2 separate regions of the Gadus morhua genome follow, and region 1 is linked to region 2. Evidence: chromatin contacts called from public Hi-C data. All regions are on one chromosome and are shown on one strand. Each heading gives the region's core, a stretch centred on a gene start, on an enhancer-like site or on the middle of the called end of the contact. The rest is flanking DNA. Distances are from core to core; before and after follow the strand shown. Region 1 holds the start of snx3 (sorting nexin 3). Region 2 holds the start of tcp1 (t-complex 1).

Region 1 (2,700 bases), core at 136-2,635, 150 kb before region 2:
ATTCATTACAGGTTCTCCTCGCAGTCAATTCACAGACCAACCACACAGTTCCATGAAGTGCAAGGGAAACAAATGGCTCGGTAGAAACTTGTTGCAAGGAAAGACATGCATTCAACAAGCATTAACTGTTCTTTTAAAAGTTTTAAAAATGTAAATCTCAAATAAATATGGATCATGCCCGAGCTAAAAAGTTTATTAAATCGAGTGTATTCTCAAATTCAATACATTTACCGTTTTGAGGGAAATAGGATCTTCATTCATTTTTCCAGGGGTGGCATGATCTTTTTCTTCACATTGAGTGGAATTGTTTTCATTTGGTGTTGGTACATCCAAGTATATTTCATTGCTGTAGCTCTTGATGGTTTCTTGCAGTTGAGCCAGATGTTGGAGAACATCTCTTTGATGACCATCCTCCCTCAGGGTACCACGTTGAGTCAGGTCGTCATATTGTGCAACAGTTTTACTTAAGCCATGTATATCCGGAGTTGTAGATCTGGTGGAGTAGGATGATTGTAATGAAGTGCCTCCGGTATCAAGGATGCAACCTAAAACATAATATAACGGTATACTTATTAATTAAGGATCAACTGCCATATGAATCCATACAATATCTGACATTGATAACGTTACGTCCGAAAAAGGCGTATGAAGATTATTATCAAGGACACATGAAACACAACAAGCATACAATGCCTCGTGAATTATGTCAAATGAATTAAAAGAATAATGACCTTGAATAGTCTTAATGCAATGATAGTTAATAATTCGATCAAAAACCGAGTGTCTGAGTACATTTATAGTAGTTCTATACGAACACGCTAAAAGAGAACTGTAGTGCGCCATCTTGATTCAAGCTGTTCCAACTTTATCAATATATTGATTATATACAGAAACGTTGTTACACTCTTAATGTATTCATTAAAAGTTTTAGATGCGCTTTAATTGTAACACAATCAAAACTAATATAGTCTATGATGCCCATGCGACATACAAAGTGTAATTTGCCAGTTTTAGTCCGCTTAGCAAAAATATGCAATATAGGCACCGTAAACGCAACACAGCAACGTGTATTATCTTTAAAGATAGGCTATTTATTAATTGTAAAATGCGGTCTTAGTATTTGCCATGGACGCCATGCCAAGGCTGTATCAAGTTAAATATAGTATATTATAATATTTAACAGCAATAGGTATTATCTTTAAAGACTACTATGAATTGTAAAATACAAATAATGACATGCCACATCGTTTGGACATGGGAGCATTTAACGGTATTTAGTATTCGGCATGAACGCCCTGCTGACTCTGAGGCTGTATCTGGCAGAAACGAGGCTCGAGCGAACATAACGAAAAGCGGTGAAATCAACCATTGAGGAGTCACGCGGCGTCAGCGGAGTGTCAGCTGACCGGAAGTGCTGCCGCCGCGCGCTGGAGTGTCAGTGGCCGTCCTGCTGAACGCTGAGGGGGAGAAATGGCTGACACCATAGCTGACACACGAAGGCTATTCACCAAGCCTCAGAACCTCAACGACGCGTATGGACCTCCGAGTAACTTTCTAGAGATTGACGTGAGCAACCCTGAGACGATGGGGGTGGGCAGGGGCAGGTTCACCACCTATGAGATCAGGCTGAAGGTGAGCAACTTGACAGCTACATTTTAGCATGCTAACGTTTTTCCTCCGATTGTTTATTTTAAGGTGACAGAAATGGCTTAAAAAATACTGACAGTCTCGTCAAAGCGATATCCACAACATCGCTGTTGTAATATGTGTCGCGATCAGCTGTTTATAATAATACCGACCATATAAACATACAGGAACGTACCATGCAGGATGTTATGGAGCTAATGCTAATCTATTGGCTACGTAGCCACAGACATCACTAACATTAACCTTGTTTAGCTGTCATTACGTTGGCGATGAATGTGGTATCTACATCTCTCAGAGTCTCATTAGCTCTTTGTCATTAGGAAATCACCACTTTAGAACATGCTGTCTGAGACTACGGTAGTAGAGACTTCTGTCAACCGCCAAGCAGCATGCACCTCTGCTGGGGCAGGTTGTTTACACTAAGAGTAGAGCTGTTTTTTCTTGAAATCTTAGACCTAAAAAAACAAAATTAATGTCACCTTAAACCCCTCGGTGTTCAGTTTGGACTTCTTCAAATGATCCACTAGATACTGTTGTTGTTGGCCAAATAATAATAACAATAATGACTTCAAGAAGTCAATCTCTTCTTTCGCTCTTAAGAGCGATAAGTACTTGCCACACCCAGGTGACGAACCTTGTTTGTTAACCTCCTCAGCCTTTTTTAACTTGACAATGGTGTGAATACTGTCGACCTAATGATAGCCAGTTTTTTGTTTGATTTGTTTGTTGAGCCTTGTTTAAATGTCATATTCCAGACTTGATTATCCATATGAACTGAGAAATCCAACGGAATAAAAAAATGAAAAAGTACTCTCAAAAGGCAGAAGTCAGCAAAAGAGGACCAAACCACAGTCATCAACTTCTCAGGAACTGTAGACAGGATGCAGACCCCCCTCCCTCCCTCCTTCCCGGTCCCCGTCGTACCACCCCTTCCTTAAAATACAGGCTCTCCTTCTGCAACCTTGGCACATTAGCACAGGATCCAGTGAAACACTTTAAAACCAGTTGCTCCTGACTGATGTATAGAACGCAGTCAAACGCATTATCAAATTG
Region 2 (2,700 bases), core at 185-2,684:
TTATTTACATTTATTTACAATTATTTGGCGACCCAATTCAAATCTCCCGCGACCCAGTCTTTGGGAAAGGTAAGGGATAATGTATAGTACGCCGGTCATTATCGGGAAAATAAGCCCCGACTGAAGGGGCTTATTTTTGATGATGACCGGTGACGTTCTATACATTATCCCGCTTATTACACGGCTACTGGCCAAAACGAAAAAATAACTTCACACAGTGGGTCATTTTACAATTTAATTGTTTCCAATGTTCGTGTTGATCAGCAGAGAAATAGTGTTGAGTGAATAGTGCTGAGTGATACAAAAAACGGCAAAAAAATCCACATTCCTTGACAGCGGTCAACTTAAACTTAGCAATGGTGAATTTATCAACTATAGTTCACCGCTGGAAGTTGTGAAGGGCCCATGCAAGTGAATGGATATATATAAATGCCCCTGCAGGGAATTTTTTAACCCTGCCGTTTTTTCCTTCGCTGCAATAAAAAGTTTCTCTTTTTTTTCCCAATTTCTTTTTTTAATTTCTTTTTTTTCTTCTATGCACATCCGTACGTTACGTACATATATGATCTACACTAAATATTAACCCAAGAAATATATGAATAACACACATATCCATAGAAACCTAATTTGATTAAACTGTCATTTAATTTTTTTCATGAGAAATCACAGCAACAGCCATACAAAAATATAGCTGCGAGCAGCATTGTGGGGGTCAAGCAGAATAGGACTCCATAAACTAATTTTGCTGGACAGACGCAATCGGCTAGGTGGCTACATGATGACCGTCTCAGTAATTAGTAATAACGACTGCTGGTGGAATGAACTAGAGCAGGGGTCTTCAACGTTTTCCAGGCCAAGGACCTCCAAACTGATGGAGAGATGGAGCGGTGACCCCCTACTTATATAATTTATAAAATTGTGTTTTATATTAAAATGGTCCTATAGTGCCATGTATAAATTTACCTTGTTATTTTGCATTCAATACCAAGATATTCAAATAATACACAGGTTCATATATTCATGTCTTTATTTTAAACATGTGCAAGGTACAGTGAGTAGGGTGGCCATGCCACAGCCATTCATAAACATAACATAACATAATGAACTGATACCTGCCAAGATCAACAATGTCTGTCAATTGCATGTAATCATGCATAAAAGCTATTCAAATAGACATTTTTAAAATATAAATCTGGAAACGAAAATTAGTGATGTCTTCCCTGCTTGACCCCCAAATAAGGCCTATGGCATGCTGGGAAATTGAGTTTTTATTTCAGTGCATGTTAAGAGTTTGATTCGCGTGTGATAAGAAGATACATTATCTTTGATAATTCTCATTATGTGTTTTAGACAGGTTCAAATCAAATTGATCACGTCGGTTTAAATAAACCGTTGGTTTGTTTCTGGAACATTCTTGTTAATGCCGCGTTTCCCAAAAGCCACTGCGTCAATCCGGGGTTTACCCACAGTGCAACACCACACTTCCTTTCTTCTCAGCGGCGTGTTAGTCAAAATGTCGCTATTAGATGGTCCGTTAAACGTGCTCGGCCAGAGAACGACTGGCGAGTCTGTTCGCACTCAAAATGGTAAGATATCTTCGTATTAACTTCGTGCTTAAGGTGGTTCCGTGTTTCGCGGCGACGGGCGGCTCGAGGCCACCAACTGAACGGGGGTCCCGTGCAGCATGTGCGGATCATGCTAGCCTGGATTATGATAGCTAATGCTAGGCGGCTCCCCCCTCGGACCTGCTGCGATGAGCCAGCACATATTCCGTAGCACGTACATCTGCGATGTACCCGTACTTTTCCATTTCCTTAATTCTCATACACGTTAGTTTCGTTTGTAAACACTGCCGTCCCGGTTTAATTCCGTTCATTCATTGTGACGACTGTTGCCAATCGGCTATGCCAATATAATTTACTGTCATGCTATGAAGGTGTGGCTCGTTTGAATAGGATTCTGTTTAAAATTTAGTGGCGCAGTAACACCACTTTTATTATTTCACTAGTGTTAACTTAAAAAGCTTCTTGGTATGGAAAAGGGTGTTAATGCTAAACCATTCAATTGCCCTTCCAGTCATGGCTGCATCCGCCATCGCCAACATCGTCAAGAGCTCCCTGGGACCGGTGGGGCTCGACAAGATGTTGGTGGACGACATTGGGGTAGGTCTAACTTTGTTCATGTTGATCGCTAATCTCTGAACAAAACAAAACTAAAACATGTGGAAGAATTGTACTCTTGTGTAATTAGGTGAGTTCTGCATGCAACGCTCAACTATTGTTCTTCATACGTTTTATTCTTTCTTTCTTTATTCTCTACAAACTTTGGGACCTATCTCCTTCCTCAATTTTTCACCTAGAGACTCCATTCAAATTTTTAAATATTAATTTGTTTCCAAACATTTACTTTTTCTTAAATGGTGTGCATGTTTACATTGTTTACTCCATTTAGACTTTTGTTCCAATCCCTTCACTTAAGCCAATTAACATTTCTTTATGTCTTAATCTATGTGGCTTTATGCAAAAATATTTTCAACCTCACTTTGTACTACAGCACTCACCGCATTTTCTGCAGGAAATGTATTTTCTAGTTCTGATTATGGTTGTAATGACAGGATGTGACCATCACCAACGACGGGGCCACAATCCTGAAGCTCCTGGAAGTGGAGCACCCGGCAGCCAAGGTCCTGTGTGAGCTGGC

The links. Hi-C and Micro-C count contacts between places; a contact is called where the count stands out from the background.
Region 1: a Hi-C map of heart shows a contact between it and region 2, with 2.3 times the contacts expected there. The contact joins the promoter of snx3 here to the promoter of tcp1 in region 2. A contact is called at or near these places in 2 of 6 Hi-C or Micro-C datasets (gill and heart).

Annotation. Positions count from the first base shown.
Region 1 is chr21:19,429,984-19,432,683 of gadMor3.0, reverse strand. It overlaps snx3 (sorting nexin 3), which reads left to right and starts at 1,385. Exons shown (of 4, transcript XM_030344542.1): 1 at 1,385-1,632. The coding sequence starts at 1,471. afg1lb (AFG1 like ATPase b) reads right to left here and starts at 2,512. Exons shown (of 13, transcript XM_030344536.1): 1 at 2,127-2,512; 2 at 232-545. The coding sequence starts at 261.
Region 2 is chr21:19,278,815-19,281,514 of gadMor3.0, reverse strand. tcp1 (t-complex 1) reads left to right here and starts at 1,434. Exons shown (of 12, transcript XM_030344622.1): 1 at 1,434-1,586; 2 at 2,077-2,162; 3 at 2,615-2,700. The coding sequence starts at 1,514.